2 separate regions of the Hordeum vulgare genome follow, and region 1 is linked to region 2. The links are chromatin contacts, called in public Hi-C maps. All regions are on one chromosome and are shown on one strand. The core of a region is the stretch at or near the end of the contact, and the rest is flanking DNA. Distances in the headings are between cores, read along the strand shown. Region 1 holds the start of LOC123445121 (MADS-box transcription factor 2). Region 2 holds the start of LOC123445114.

Evidence for each region. A called contact is a pair of places that touch in the nucleus more often than the background predicts.
Region 1: a Hi-C map of seedling shows a contact between it and region 2, with 4 times the contacts expected there. The contact joins the promoter of LOC123445121 here to the promoter of LOC123445114 in region 2. A contact is called at or near these places in 2 of 6 Hi-C or Micro-C datasets (leaf and seedling).

What each region holds. Positions count from the first base shown.
Region 1 is chr3H:564,125,067-564,128,143 of MorexV3_pseudomolecules_assembly, reverse strand. It overlaps LOC123445121 (MADS-box transcription factor 2), which reads right to left and starts at 1,788. Exons shown (of 7, transcript XM_045122057.1): 1 at 1,387-1,788; 2 at 903-969; 3 at 560-621; 4 at 379-478; 5 at 255-284; 6 at 103-147. The coding sequence starts at 1,574.
Region 2 is chr3H:563,569,357-563,572,634 of MorexV3_pseudomolecules_assembly, reverse strand. It overlaps LOC123445114, which reads right to left and starts at 1,949. Exons shown (of 13, transcript XM_045122049.1): 1 at 1,523-1,949; 2 at 1,317-1,396; 3 at 537-730; 4 at 1-221. The coding sequence starts at 1,629.

The sequences.
Region 1 (3,077 bases), core at 539-3,038, 560 kb before region 2:
CCGCAAATATAGTTTTTAGCTTATTTGATTAACTTCAGCGAAAACAGATGCAGCTTATTCCAATAGAAGCTCCACAAATGAGCCATCTGCTAGGTCACTTACCACTTTAAAGGCCAGCAACTTGTTCTCATCTTCCAGCATCTTACCCTGCAGTTAACCAATAAAACAATGGATGAGGGCAAAGTGTGAAAGAATTGCATTATGATCAACAAATATGCAGAGCACATAATCATGTATGCAAAACTAGGCCATACATGTTTCATGAGCCTGTCATAGTGCTCCATCTGCACCAAGAGAATTAAGCAACATCAGAAACCAAAACATATAAGTAGTGATAATGCTTATAATTTCAACCAACAAATCAAAAAGTTATCATGCCTGTTTCTCATGCAGGCTTGTCAGCCCATTATCAAGTGCTTCCTCAATCATGATCAGCTCTTTGGGCTGCAGCGAGTTTAGATCTTCACCTTTCAAGTGCCTGTACCATCACAATGGGTGATTGCAATCTCAGTATCTAGGATATCCAAGGAGAAAAGAAACATCCAGTCCAAGAAATTACCTGAGCTCGATCTGCATGTTATCATTCTCTTTCTTGATTCGATCAATCTCCGCACTGAGGCTCTGAAACATTGAATGTGTCCATCAGTGATAAGTCATTCTACTGTTTTTTTTTCTGAACTACAAGTCATTCCACTCAGCCGATTCAACAAAATACAAGTGGTATTCTAGCTCTGAAAACATTTTATCAATTTTCAGGAAAATTTCAGAACTGAAAATTGGGGGTACCCCCTTAATTAAAAAAGCTCTGAAAAGACTTTTGTTGGAACAGGATTTTCAGCCAGGCTTTAAGAAAGCAACTCGAGAAAACCATTCATTGATATGTTTTGGAGGTCAATAATTACCTTGTGTTTCTCATCCCACAGTATCTTCCCGGAGTTGGTCTGGTACTTCTCCAAGATTCTTGATAGCCTGCGTCACACCAAAACGATGTATAAATACATGGATAAAGTTCCATTGCTAAACGAGTGATTCTAGATTCCGAAAAATGTCATCCAGGGGAGTATGAGTTGTTTGGTCCTACCCACTTAAACTTACTTTAAACGTCCACGAAACCAGTCAAGCAGAAAACATTCAGACCAACCAATTCCATTCATGCTAAGCTATTGATACGAGTAGCAGCATATGAATCTACTGGTAATAGTTTACCTAACTGCGGTGACTAAAAGTGTATACTCCCATCGAAACACCGAGAAGCAGCGAAGAACCCAACGTCAAAATTAAAGCGCGCACAAGTCACAAACAGTACGCTACCAACGAAAGAGCCGAGGAAAGTGCTCCTTAAAAAGCGAGATTGAGGACGGGAAAGGGGCAGGATAAGGCACGCACGAGGTCTTGGGGGAGCAGAAGTCGTAGAGCTTGCCGGCGCTGGAGAAGACGACGACGCCGACCTCGGCGTCGCAGAGCACGCTGATCTCCTTGGCCTTCTTGAGGATCCCGTTCTTGCGCTTGGAGAAGGTCACCTGGCGGTTGCTCTGGTTCTCGATCCTCTTGATCTCGATCTTCCCGCGCCCCATCCCTCTCCCTCCTTCCTCCTCCGGCGGCGCCAGGAAGGGTTCGTATCTTCGGGCGCTCTGGGGGCCGGTGCGGGCGTGGTGCGATTGGGGAATGGCGGTGGTGGTGGTGGTGGTGGGGAAGGGGAAGGGGAAGGGGGAGGCGGAGGAGTAAAGGAGGCCGCCATGGGAGGAAGAGGAATGGTGATGAGGGGGCTTTCGGGGTGGTTCAGGGGTAGGAGCCGGAAACGGCAAGCGCTCTGTTTGCTTTGCTTGGCTCGGCCTTCCGCTGGCTGGTCCGATTTGATTTGGGAGTATCTCTACCAAGATCCCCTCTATCCTGTATCGTAAAAAATAGTTTAAGGTATCGTAAAATGTTTTTTCGTATTTTTATGATATGGTTTTTGTTTCGATAAAACAAATTCCGTAAAATATTTTATGGTCCCAGTAAATTTGCACAAACACCCCTAAAAAGCATTTGTTAAATTACAATTGGATCCACGTGTCTTGTTAGTGACAACGTCGTCGTGGAGCTAGGCTAGGACCACGGGGATGGAAGCGTCGAGCAGGCAGCAGCTCGCGACGACGGCGCACCGGCTGCTAGCTAGCTAGCGCACTCGCTCGTTTGCTAGGCAGTGTCCACTAGCTAACTAGCTGAGCTAGCTCGTTTGCGGACGGCCCGGTTTACGAGGTATGCTAGAGATGTTGTGAACATTGAAAGCCTATAAAAAGCGGAGAAATGGTTTTGGTTTAATTAGGGATCGGTCTCGAATCTCCGTGACGCTCTTGATTAGGGAAATATTAGCCGATGAACATTCACCAAAGATCAAATCCTCGCGAACACACCCACAACTGACAGCGGCGGTTTTCTACCAAAACCTACACGTAGTTACACAAACTTCCATGGCATTTTTGCAAAATATCATCCCTGTCTAACCCAGTGCACATAAAATGCCATCAGGGGGTTCAAAAAGCCCATTATTGACGGGTAAGGCTCTCACGGACGCTCGCCACTGACCTCCCCATCACTGCTAACATGGCATCAGTGGTGATCGCGGGTCTACCACTAGTAAAGACCTACAAGTGGCGGGCTTTACCTAGTGCCCACCACCAGTAATACACACTAACGGCATACACACACACTACCAACGGCGGGCTTCAGTTTCGCCCGCCACTCGTGGAATTTTAGAAGAAAAAAATGCGCCAACAGGCGACGGAGCAACGGCGCTCCACCTCGTGTATGCTGGATCCACCGTTGCACGCAAGCCCGCTTAGCGATCTACATGGGTATGTGGATACGATCTCTTCTCTCGTAGATGGTCATCACCATGGATATATCTTATGTGTGCATAGGAAAAATATTCTTTCCCATGCAAAGTTTTCCAATAGGATCATCAACAGTAAACCATCCAACTGATCCCCACACCTGTCTTGTGAATGTGAAGTCACAATAAATCCCATTAAAGTAATAGGAATTAATCCTAAGATGATTCCAAATATGAAAACTTGAATAATTTCTATTTCTAA
Region 2 (3,278 bases), core at 700-3,199:
GTGTCAAGAAGAGATGATGGTCCAGCACAATCATTGTCACCTAATGGCTTGTGATACTTATCCAAATCATTCCCTTCTTTACACTTTAGGCTTCTTTTATGACGAATATTTGCTGTTTGCAAGTCGAGCAATGTGAAATGCTCCTTGTCATTAAGTAATGTCCAGTAATCTTTAAACAATATTTTATAGTTCTCCGGGGCACCTCCAAAAACAACCATTAACTGGAGATGTACATGAGTTCTTGTCAGAAAAAGTCAAAAGAAAACATAATGGGTGGGTAAACTGAATTTTGTATTCAAACCAGCCCAACTGCTATCTATTTACTAAGAAATCCAACACAAGTGCAGGTGGACAACCTTCAGGTAAATAAAAGAGAATAGCTTGACGGTAAGCAACAGGATTGTTAAAAAAAATTCCGGTGGGATGACAAAATTGACGAATGCAATAGCATGGCGTGCAAATTTAAACATAGTGCCACTTTGAGATGGAAGCTCGTTACTGTAATTCAAAAATGAGCTTGGGGGCATGCATATTACCTCTTCATGGTCATCTTTCTCAGTCGCTACTGCCATATTAAAACAGCTGCGGCAGAACCCCACGCTGATTTCCTTGCTCTGCTTCACTGGGACGAAATCAACTTTTCCAAAGCAGACTCCACAAGTGGAGGAACTTGGACAGCACAAACATAAATAGAGTGCATCACTTCTGCATTTAGCACATTTGTGCCAATCTGAAAATAGTTAAAATTAGGTGCAAGAACCAATGCCATTATTTTACAGGACAGAAGTAAAAGAAACATTTGATAAATTCAAGATATATATGGTAATAATCAAGACTGTAAAGTGGACACCAAGAATATGAACTTCTGTTGTAACATGTTCTGTTTATGCATGCGGAGTTTCTAGTTGGGATATTGCAGCGCTGGAACACGGTTCACTATCATGCTGCATGATGCTGGAACAATGATAAAGCATGCGTTCTAAAAGGTTAAGCATCAAACAGCATTTTCCTTTTCATGGAAGAAAAGGACAAGGGCATGAACAACAGGGATTTCACACATATGCAGGATATATGATCTAGGATTCTCCGCCGTGAACAAGGAACGAGTAACTGAATTTGAGCACGCAGAACAGAATAACAGGTGCCCGATGTAGTGCCGGTTCCACAGCAGTCATGCATGGTGAAATAACTAGGGATGATTCAGCATAAGCGGTCACCACAAATGTATATGAGCACGCAGCATAACAAGTGCACAAACGCAGTGCAGCAGCCACGCGTGGTGAACCAACTAGGACTCATTAAGCGTAAGCGCTAACCACAAACGTATCGGTCACTGGAATCAATGAAGTCGTCCGGCTTCCCCACGCAGCCCGGGTGGTAGCTCTTGAGGCAGTTCCTGAAACGCGGCATGACAGGGCAATTAATATCCAGCGAAGTTCACAGCGATGATTCCGCGCGCACCCACCGCGGCGACGACCGAGGGTACAGAGGAGGGATAAAGACGGGGGAGGGCGGGGCGGACCTGAAGTCGCAGACGCGGACGTCGCCGGCGTCCTTGCAGACGAAGCACTGGAACTCGGCCACGTCGCCGAGCGTCCTCCTCCACCCGCCCATCTTCTCCTCCCCCATCCCTCCCCCCTGGCCCCGCGCGGCGGGCGGGCGGGCGGGCCGCGGCGGTGGGTGGGCGGGGCGGCGCGGCGGCGGGTAGGGTTTGGGGATTCGAGGGGGGCGGAAATGGATTGGTGCGGGCGCGGATTGGTGCGGGGATGCGAGAGGGGAACTGATTAGGAAGGCGTTAATGCGCCCCGAGAGGGGAGGGGGAGGAGGAGGAGTCGATCGAACGCCGCGGGGTTGAGGTCGCTGGTGAGGTGGCTGGTGAGTGGGGAGGCGGAGGAGCGTCGGGGTTCAGGTTTGGGGATGGCCGTTTCCGGTCGAGGGAGAGGGAGAGGCAGAGCCAAGTGTCGCCTGTCCGGTCGCCGCGTGGCGTGGCGGGTCGCTTCGCGGTCGATCGCGTTTCGCGTGACTGACGTCGACGGCCGCGTGTGCGCACTTGGCGCTGCAGTGCGACGCCAGCACGTTCCGTGCGGTCCGATCTGCGTTACTGCGTATCACCTGCCTGCCCCGATGGGGAAACGGAGCTCCGCGAGGCCCTGGGACCGGGACCAGGAACTGCCTAGCGTCGATCGGGCAACCTGGGCGCGCTTCTCTGCTCCCCATTCCCATGACGCCATCCGTCTGGGGCTCCCTGTACTCCCGCAACAAAGAAACATGCTACTACATGGTTTTGAAACATGCTACTACATGGTGACCATTCCTTTGTTTAAGTTTCTTTTCTTTCGGGTAAACTGGAATGTACAATGGAGGCTATACCATAGTGCTGCCCCATCATCCACGTACGAAACAGTTGCTAAAAATTCCATCCACCCAATGCATCCATTGTCTCACTGGGCATGTACAATGGGCAGCACTTGGTGATGCCTCATTACCTCCACGTATGCATAAAGTAATGAAGCTATCATGTACTCCTTCCGTACACTAATATAAGAGTGTTTAGATAATTAAAATAGTAATTTAAATATTTTTTATACTCCCTCCGTCCCAAAATAAGTGTCTCAACTTTGTACTAGCTCTAGTACAAAGTTATACTAGGTTTGAGACAGTTATTTTGGGACGGAGGGGGCATTAGTTTATGAAGGGTGTATATTTTTCATCACCCAACGGTGGGTGGATCCATTTCTATGGACCCCACCTCAATAATTTCCTTTTCATCTCCTTCTCCTTTCATCACTCTCCACCCACTCTCTCTTCTCTTTTGTTCGTCTCTTCCTTTCTTTTCTCTTGCTTCTTTCATGGAGCGGCTAGCTCCTCTGCAAGAGACCGCTGGTCCTACAAAGCAACACCCGAACCTATGTTGCAGAGTCCGAACTGAGTTGGACCCGTGGAGCACCACATTGGGGCAGCGCGTTGGCCATGCCCTAATTTTTCTCCAATCTGCTGCACGTACTCGGCTCCTTTCTTTCCCCTGCCTTTTGTGCTTTTCTCAGGGAAGAACCCGGTTCCTCTGCAAGTTTCCACTTTGCTTTTGGAACAACAGGTTGAGCTAATTTGTCGCATCAAAGCATCTATAATCGAACCCCCTCATATCCGTTTTAAAACGACTCGGCAGGCAGTCAGGTCACTGGCCGGTCACGAAATTTTAACGCAGTCGGACGCCTCAAACCGTTCGAGCTGACTAGCACCTCTCATATCCAATCCAAATATAGGATGCGGCATGCCCG